Linked DNA regions of Mus musculus: region 1 is linked to region 2. A link is a contact called in public targeted proximity ligation data. All regions are on one chromosome and are shown on one strand. The core of a region is the stretch at or near the end of the contact, and the rest is flanking DNA. Distances in the headings are between cores, read along the strand shown.

Evidence for each region.
Region 1: a contact with region 2 is called in a targeted proximity ligation map of embryonic stem cells, with 5 read pairs. A contact is called at or near these places in 1 of 39 promoter capture datasets (pre-B cells) and 1 of 130 datasets of targeted methods (embryonic stem cells).

What each region holds. Positions count from the first base shown.
Region 1 is chr19:38,062,052-38,067,303 of GRCm38.p6, forward strand. Cep55 (centrosomal protein 55) reads left to right here. Exons shown (of 10, transcript NM_001164362.2): 5 at 552-620. Among named protein-coding and RNA genes, the nearest start is that of Gm23300, 7.3 kb to the right of the region's middle.
Region 2 is chr19:37,487,163-37,492,026 of GRCm38.p6, forward strand. No RefSeq gene overlaps it. Among named protein-coding and RNA genes, the nearest start is that of Gm32294, 4.0 kb to the right of the region's middle.

The DNA of each region.
Region 1 (5,252 bases), core at 1,005-3,504, 580 kb after region 2:
ATGTCTTTGATAGTTTGGTTCGTTTATTTGAAATAGCCTAGTTTGACTTTTTTTGATGAAAACTCAGTGGGCTATTTGTAGGGGTTGAAGGTTCTGGATATTGGGGGGTCTAGGAAATCACAGTAAAATTAGATCTGAAGTCTCGGGGGGCGGGGGTCCTAGATTGCTTAGGACAGTGGTTTTCTACCTTTCAAATGCTGGGACTCTTTAATACAGTCCTCAGGATGTGGTGACCCCAACCATAAAATTATTTCATTGCTACTTCATAACTCTAATGTTGCTACTGGTATGAATCATAATGAAAGTATTTTTGGAAATAGAGGATAACCAAGGGTGGTGCGACCCACAGGTTGAGAACTACTGGTATAGGAGACTATCCAGGGAATTTAGTTCTGGTGGTAGTCCCCTGATAATTCTCACCTGGCTTGGTGGTTCACCAGTAGTAGAGGTGTGGTTTCATTGTCTTGAGAAATGTTTTGTATTTTTATGGAAATATAATGAAATTTGTATTGTTAAGTTGATGATGTCAGCTACTATTGGCTTATTTACAGAGCATGCCTGCAAACTGCTTCAACTCCTCAATGAATAGTATTCATGAAAAGGAGATGCAGCTGAAAGATGTAAGTTGTTTTGTTGTTGTTGGTGGTGGTGGTGGTGGTTAAACAATGGATAAAGAAGACAAACTCGTATGTTCTTTAAATTTTATAGAATTGGAAGCATTAATGTTATGACTTTAAAAAAAAAAAAAAAAAAAAACAAGTCTAATGAAGAGTCAGGAGAACTGAGTGTTTGAGACCATGGTGTAGAAACTCTGTAGATTGCAACGCCCTGGAACTAAGCTTCCAGCTGCCTTAGCAGCATTCTTTTCCACCTCAGTCTAACTCGCCCAAATTGTTGCTGTTATGGTGCAATTTAATTTATGCTTTTCTTTTTGTTTATCTATTTGATATGTATTTATTGAGTGAAAAACAGAAATAAAAAGGAAAGGAAGGGACATGCCTGCTCCTAGGTATGGTGGAGGAGAAAGTTTATTATAGGTAAAAGGGAAAGCCAGAAGCAGGGGGACATCTGGGAGTCCAGAGTGGTCTTGACCCTGAGCCACGTGAGGACAGATGGGGAGAGAGGGTAGCCAGGTACAGCATCCAGGAGGCCAAAGGTATTAAATGAATGAATGAATGAATGAATGAATAAATAAATAAATAAATAAATAAGGTGGGTAACCTATAATGTCTGGATTATATTGGGAAGAACCTCTTGGGGAAGGGCAGCCCAGCCCTGGATTTAAGTGTTCAGGGTAGGGGTGGGGTTCGTCAGCCTTATTCTGTAACCTGTTTGGACTCTGGGGGAACCTGGAAGCCTGATCAGCTTTGATATGTTAAGTAGGCACCTGAGCTGTTTGTCTGGGATTTGAAACCTAACTTTCCTTATCTTCCAGTCTTTCTCCAAGAGTTGGGAAGGAAATGTGGTCTATGTATGCGCAGTAGTTCTCCAGAATTAGACATGAGGTTACTTTAGATGGACCGGAAAGCTTTGCTTTATTATTTCTAACTTTTATAAGTGGATAAGTAAGTTTTGTTGGAAATTGAATAAAATGAGGTCACAGGACTGTCTGCATCTTTTCAAGTTTTAGATGAAAATATATGAAGTATAAAGTTGTTGATATAATTATTAGATCACCAGGTAGCTGTTTATATTACAGAAACATGGTGTGTTTACCTTGATGCCTGATAAGTCTACCCTTAAGATTTCTGTTTTATTTAATCTAGCAAGTGTCTTTTGAAGTCTATTTGATTTTCAAAAGAAGAATTTAAATATCTTGAGTATCTATACAGGATGGTTTGGTACTTTTATCAAAGTATTTACCTGGAGGTAATTGAAATAAACATAATTTTAAAATATGTTACATATTTAAATATGCTAGACATAAGTTACAAAATAGAGTATTTCGGTATCATCTTTTACAGAGAATTTTGTCCATCTGTGTATACTGGTACCTACCAATTAGATGCCTGTATTTAGGTCATTTACCTTACATGCCTTCCATTTTCTCCTCCTTTGCTTCAGTCTTGCTGGATTTCCAACCATTCCTTAAAAGGAAAACCCTGGTTTCCTGGGTGGGCCCCTCTGTTTACATAAGAAAAACTCTAGTGCAGTAAAATCTAAACCAATTCACCTGCAAGCTAAATCTAACCTGAGCCTAGACTTTTTGAGTCCAGAGGATTTTCTTGAAATGTAGATTTTGGATTTAGTAGGTCTGGGGTGGGGCTTCGATTGTGCATTTCCTGAATGCTGTTGCTGCTGATACAAGGGCACCCTTGGATTATTCCTACCTTGAAGAGCTTCTAGCTACTCAGCTCTTCTGGGTTCTTGAAGATCTCCTCATCTGTTTGAGGAGGAGGAAGAAGAGAATTACCCTTGGGAGACTTGGAGAGCAAGAAAGAGCCATTCATTCACTCCTCAGTGGACGCTGCGTGTTTGCCTTGTGAGAGCCTGGAAACTGGTTCCATCTCGGTTCCCAGGTTACGGCCTCAGGAGGCTGGTCCAGAAGAACTAGTATTTGTTCCATGTAAAATAAGCTCTAGGAATGCATGGATGTGTTTCCTACAGTATTCAGTCACCATTTAGGTCTGTCAGACATTTTGAAATAATTACCTGGTAATAATTCTTAGGTTTCTTAGGCATCTAAAAGAGACATAAAGGCAGAAAGAGAAGTGCATCTGTCCTTAGGAAGGAGTGTTTATTGGTGGACAGGGTTGTGTATGTTGTATGTGGGATGATCTCACCCATGTGGATGGGTGCATCTTCTACTCCTGTCACTTTAGATTCAAAGAGGCCCTGGGGCCAGTTAAAGGTTCCTAGAGCTTTTGGCTATAGGCAAGTTGAAAATTCCAAAAGTTCTCAGCCAGTCTTAGCTAGTGGAGAGCTCTTGGAATCTTTTACTGATATGGAAATAGCCAAGGGATCCTGTGAACCCCAGACCTAATCGGGCGCCTCTAATGGATTACCTTGTCCCAGCATTTTGCTCTGCTGCATGGTGTTTGGAGAGGGCATGGACACACCCCTGTGGATGGTTTTGCCATATAGCCCACAGCATGCAGGCAGACGAGATTCCCATGGAAAAGGTGGCTCAGCCTTTCTTAGCGGGAGAAAGTGGCTATCGTACCTATGTTACATTCCTTCCCGCATCCTTCCCTTCTGGAGTTGTCCTGCTTGGCTGCAAAGGAAGCTGGGAAGTATAGTCTTTCTGAAGGAAACTCTGGATAATGCCATAAATGTTCCCAGATATCAGTCTTATCATTTCTGTGCAAACTATACTGACCATAACCAGCGGAAGGTTGGCAGACCAAGACATGGTCTTAATGTTACAAAATTGGATTTTTAAACAGCTTAGAGGAGATAAGTAACCTTAATTTTTTTTTTAATTTAGAAGATACAAATAGAAAAGTTCTAAGAATGAGAATGATACAGGTATCTCTTTTTATATTCTTTACCTAAATTTAACCATTCATGACAGTTTTAAGCCCATTTTTGTACTATTCTTATACCTTTCACCTACACAAATATACAAAGTATTTTTTCCTAAGCCATTCAAGAGGGAGCTGCATATATCTGTAATTATTTAACCCTGCCTACATATGCATTTACTATACCTTAAGCAGGAACTTAGTAAATTTAACATGAACACAATACTTTTCGTTAACCTACCATCCCTAATCCAGTTTTACCAATGAACTCACATTTTTTAATTATTCTACTACAGCTCACATTTTTACCTATTTTAAAAATATTGTCCACAGAGTACTTAGCACATCCATGGCCAAACGTAGAGGAACACCACCCTTCCACAGTACTTCATTTTTTTTTTAACTTTAGGGTTTTCATTGTAATTTAGATGGGCATGTCGAGTGCATGCCTCCTGTGTATATAGATGAACAGAAAGCCAGAAGGAATAGCTGATGTGACGATGTCTCCATAAATTTAAGCCCAATATCAATGTTTATTGAGAGCATCCTAGTCTGACCATTGATGGTTTTAGAGAAGAAAGGGTAGATGCATATGAATTGGAGAGAAGAGCAATGTTGGCTTAGCTCAGCATTGTGACATAGACTTGTAATATTAGCTGCTTGAGAGGCTGAGGCAGGAGGATCATAAGTTCAAGGCCTGCTTAGGCTACAGTTCTGTGTTTGTGACCAGCAAGGCAGAGGTAGAGGCTAGAAGAGCTTACTTTGTTCAGCATTATTGACATTGTGTGGCTCTTAAATCTTTTCTTTAAAAAGATTTTTCTCTCCCAACTTTTGTTACTTACAAATCATATAACTAAAGTCTAATGAGTCTATTCAGTGTTGCTCCTGTGAATATGTTTTTAGTGTTGACCACTTGGCATTAGATAACCAGGCTGGGAAAGTCTGGTTTCTTCTCCCCAGCCTCCAACAGCCATTATGTGGCTGTAAACTTAAATATATTTTTAGTTCATGCACTTCAGTAAAGTATCAACAGATGCATTTGAAAAACATTGATGACCATCTGATGTAGACTTAAATTATTTGCATTGCCACTTCTTTTTTTTTTTAAGATGTATGTATGTATGTATGTATGTATGTATGTATGTATTTATTTATTTATTACATGTAAGTACACTGTAGCTGTCATCAGACACTGCAGAAGAGGGAGTCAGATCTCATTACGGGTGGTTGTGAGCCACTACGTGGTTGCTGGGATTTGAACTTCGGACCTTTGGAAGAGCAGTCGGGTGCTCTTACCCACTGAGCCATCTCACCAGTCCGCATTGCCACTTCTTAAAGATAGGCAGATATAAAGTTTGATAGAAAATTAGATAGCTTTAATATTTAATAGTGTAATCTGTAGGTAATTAGATATACACATGTGCTCTTTGGGTCACACAGTGTTCTTCTGTTTTGTTTTGTTTGTTTGTTTGTTTGAGATAGAGTTTCTCTGTATAACAGCCCTGGCTGTCTTGGAACTTGCTCTGAAGAGCAGGCTGGCCTCGAACTCACAAAGATCCTCTTGCCTCTGTTTCCCAAGTGCTGGGATTAAAGGCTTGCCTCACTAGGCCCAGTGACAACAGTGGGTTTTAGAACTGAATTTGAACATGAACTAGAAGTCCTCATGAGGACTCAATCCAGAGGAGCTTGGCCAGTGTGAAGGAATGTTAGGCTAAGGCATACATCATCACATATGTGTTTCTTGGAACCCTTCACCCAAAACATTTAACATGCACATGATATCAGGTT
Region 2 (4,864 bases), core at 674-3,173:
TTCCTCTTAGTTGATTGATACCTGACTCCCTTTTCCAAGTAAGTCCACATGCTGACGTTCTGAATGGTTATCAAGCAACCTTCTAGACTTTACTTTCCCTCCATCCTGCCCTTGGCCTCTGCTGAGAAAATTCATCATTTATATCACCTTACAACTGAGGATACCCAAAGGAATTTTGGAGGGACTGATCCAATAACCCAGTTGATAATATTCAGATGCTTCTAGGACCCCTTAAATTTATAAGGATCAAACTGGACTTATCTTTTCCGCAGAGCTGTTGTTTCTCATGAGTCTTTCAGTCTCAAACTGACGCCATGGGTCATTTGGCTATGGGGGTCTAGCTCACCACCACCACTACCACTGCCTCCTCCTCCTTCTCCTTCTCACCCAATTCTGTTAATTACACTGCTCCAACAGCCACCACATAGCTCCTTTTCTTTTTTCTCTGCTGTCACTTTGTACATCGATTTTTTCATCTCTTTTAGCTCGAATTCTTCATCTTCCTCATCATCGCCGTTGTCGTCTGCTTCGTCACAGCATTTCACAATGTAGCCCAAGCTGGACTCAAACTCAACAACCTTCCTGTCTCTGACTCCTGTGCTCCACCATACCTGGGAAGCTAGAATTATTATGACTAATAATGATAATAATAGCCAGCCTTTATCTTGGAATTAGTGAGCAGCATGTCCTTACATGAGAGCCTTTTTGCTTTTGCCCTTTTCAATGTATTTTGCTGGTGTTAATCTATCGGCCCCTTGTCCTACTTTGAGTGTGATAAGACACTGACAGACAGTGGGCCCGGCCATCACTCTCCCTGCTTTACTGCTTTGAGTCAAGGACTCTTATTGAATCAGAAGCTCCGTGTTCCTGCTTTATCCTGGACTGCCAGTGTGGCCCTGGGATCTGCCCATCTTGTCCCCATCAATGCTGGGTTTATAGGCACACATAGACCCAAAGCCCTGCCCTACTTTTTATGTGAGCCCAGAGGATTTGAACTCAGATCCATGTTTTCACAGAAAAAGCTCTTACCTACTGAGCTATCTCTCCAGCTCCTCCCCTCCTTCTCAACCCCTCCCACTCCCATTTTGAGACAGAGTCTTTTGTTGCCTTCTAATTTGGATGACCTTGAACTTTTGATCTATCTGACTGCATGTCCTCACACCCACTTGTCTGCTATGCTGAAGAACAAACCTAGGACGTTTTCTTACATGCTAGGTGAGCTCGCTACCAATGGAACTGTGGCCCCAGACATTATTTCTTTCTTCTAAATTTTCTCAATCCACTAGCATTGAACACAGTCAAATCTTAAGTGTTCACCAGCCACATGTGGCAAGTTATAAGGTGACAAAGACGCTGGCCATTGTTAAAATCCGGATAAATTAGCCTGACGCTTGCATAACAACTTGTCCATTTTTCTTTTTCTTTTTTCTTCCCTTCTTCCTTCCTTCCTTCTTTTTTTCTTTCTTCCTTCCTTTCCTTCTTTATTTTTTGTGGCAAAGTTCAGTGCCCTTTAGAGAGGAGGTACTTAACCAAGGTTTGTTTTTCTAATGGAGTTATTTTCATTCAGTTGAAGTTTCAGTACTTGTTTTATGTAGATAGTGGTTAAAATACCTCCCTGTAGCCAGGAATCGGTTTTTTTTTTTTTTTTTGTTAAGTCATGAAACAGAAAACAATTCATACATTTTACTTTGTTTCTCTGAAATGAGAGATGCTTTAAGAATGTGTTTGTAATAAGATTTGCCAAAATTTTTATCGTACACAATAGCTCCCTCCCCCCTTCCTTTTGGAGGATTGATGGGTGGATGAAAGTTGGGACGGAAGAACTGACAGTGGTTGAGCAAAACAACGCGGTCTGAAGAAAAGGCTTCAGGGAAGTGACACTGCAGAACACTAGAATGCTAGCTGTAGGAAGTCTCCTCTTCAGAGGATGCTGGGATTTATGTTAATTAAAGTGGGCGGAGTCTGGGAAGACTGACAGTCACAGGCCAAGTTAGAACTAGACTCCTCCAGGTGCTATTTCCTAGGATCTGTTGCTCAGGGTTTGCCCCAACAAATTATTTCTTAGGCAGATGTTAACGCCACTTACCTTTCTCTGATATTAATGCTCCCAATCTCATTATTTTAGGAAAGAAAAAGGATGTTTTCTGTAAAGTGTGTCACTTGGTTTTTTTTGTTTGTTTTTTGTTTTGTTTTGTTTTGTTTTTCGAGACAGGGTTTCTCTGTGTAGCCCTGGCTGTCCTGGAACTCACTTTGTAGACCAGGCTGGCCTCGAACTCAGAAATCCGCCTGCCTCTGCCTCCCGAAGGCGTGCGCCACCATGCCTGGCCTTTTTTGTTTTTGTTTTTATTTTTGTTTTTAATTTAGACTTTTCTTCCTTTTTTTTTGGACAGAGACTTACTTTGTAGCCCTAGCTGTCCTGGAACTCACTAAACAGAACAGGCTGGCATTGAACCCACAGAGATCTGCCTGCCTCTGCCTCCTAAGCACTGGGACTTAAGGCATGTGCTGCTATACCTGACTTCATTCCTGTTTTTTTTTTTTTTTTTTTTTTTTGAGGTAGGGACTTGTAAACTAGCCTGGGCTAGCCTTGAACTTGTGATGCTGAGGACAAGCCCCACACTTAGCCTGCACATGATTCATAATAAGATGTGAAAAACCCTTTCAACAAAAATAATTCAGTTTGAACACGGAAGCACTAACATATTAGAAATATCTGCAGAAAATCAACTGGGAAAACCCCTCAGACCATTGGGTTCACCTGAATTTGCTCTTAGGCGCAGGCAGCCAGGTTGTTCACCGTGGCCACAGAGAGAGCAAGGATCCAGACTTTTCAACACCTGTGTCAAGAGTTTTCTTTTGCTAGAAGCAGAACCAGCATTTATCAAATACTGGCTGATTGTTAGGCGATGGGTTAAACACTTTTCTCAAATTTCAACAACCTAAAAAAAAAAACCCTCCAAATAGAAAGCATTTTAGGTTTAGAGGAAAGAGCACGACTCTCTCAAATGTTCTGTTGGCATTTCCTTCACGTTCTCAAATAAAAGTGGGCAAGATTCTAAAAATAAAGGTGGCTCCCATTTCAGATTCTAAATACGCAAAAGGCTCTTGGTGGTCTCTGCCTGGCTGTGTTTTGAAAGCTACATAAATAAGCCTCAATTCCCAACAAAAACTCAACTTATTGTAGGTAGTTAAGGTTGGAAATTATCTCTCTGGTCTGCCTTGCTTTGTCTTTTGTTCATTCACTATTTCTCTTTTCTTTTTTAGTCTCTCTTTCCTTCTCTCTCTCATTCGCTCACCTCATTTCCTTCCTCCCTTCCTTCCTTCCTTCCTTCCTTCCTTCCTTCCTTCCTTCCTTCCTTCCTTCCCCCTTCCCCCTTCTCCCCTGCCCTTCTGTTTTAGAGAGTGTGGTGTTTCAAGGCAGCTTCTGTTGAGATTCCAAGCCTTCTGACTGTGAACTGTGTGAGGACCTGAACCATCTAAAGCAGTGGTTCTCAACCCTTTTGTGGGTTAAATGACCCTTTCACAGGGGTCACATATCAGATATCCTACATAGGAGACATTTACGTTATTATTCAAAACAGTAGCAAAATCCCAGTTACGAAGTAGCAATGAAACTTGGAGGGGGGGGGGTCACCACAACATGAGGAACTGTCTTGAAGGGTCGCAGCATTCGGAAGGTTGAGAACCGCTGCTCTAAAGGGAAGTAGAGGCTCCGAGTGGTAAAGGATTGTGCCTAAGGTCAACTGAATAAACTTCTAAGATCAGAAAGCTGCTGACAGGTCTGTGGAGACGGCTCAGCGTATGCCATGCAAGCAAGAGGACCTGAGCTCAGTTCCCAGAATCACGTAACCAAGCTCAGTATGGTAGTGCATGCTGGGGAAGCAAAGACAGGAGCTCCCCTGGGATTTGCTGACCAGCTAGCCTAATCATCAAGTTCCAGGACAAGTGAAAGACTCTCTCAAAACCAGGGTGGACAGCACTTAAGAAACCACAGCTGAGGTTGTCCTCTGGCTTCCACACGTGCACATGCATATGTGTGCACACACGTCCAACACACACGTGCAAAGCAACCTGAGCAGCAGTGGTCCTGTCTGACGGCTTCTGTAGGTGTCAGGCCTTTTGGTTGTTTGTTCATCCTCAAAGTCTTTAACCTCCTTTGAAAGTGTTCAGGGGCCATTGGCAGCAGTCTGGGAATGAAAAGAAAACCTCTATTCTCGTTCTGCGCTACAGAATCCCTTGAGGTGAGGGACAAGACTGCCTAAAGGTCTCACACAGAATGTGTTCTCAGAGATACAGGGGTCTTGACTTTGGAAAAATAGCAATCCACAGAGAAAGCTCAAGATGGCAGTGCTTGTGCCTGGATTTGCTTTTGGACACCCAGGTTCTCAGGCCTTCTGGGAAAACATTGCCACGGTCTTCCGGCACAGTGGCTTCCAACAGAGGCATCTCAAAAGGTATGGTGTAGAAGCAGCAGCCTCAGCAGGAGACTGGGGTGGGGGCAGGATCATACCAGAGCCCCATCTGGAAGCCTCAGTGAGAGAACCTGGAAGCAGGGATGGACCAGAGGCCCCTTAGCAACCTGCACCGACTGTCAGCTCTGAGCCCGGCCTTAGAAGCAGCACTGACATTTGTTCTTCAGAGACAGCTAGTTGATGGAGGACACTACTTGGAACTGGGCTAAGACAGCATGCTTTTGATGTCACCTTGTATGATGGGAAAGAATGGGCTCCCATGATACCAACCTCCTACCTAGATGCAAGACCACTATAACTCTCGAATCACATTAAAGTAATAGAATAACCTGTGGTCGAATTGCTTACTGTTTATAGCCCTACTTCCCCCACCCCCATCCTACCTAGAGGTT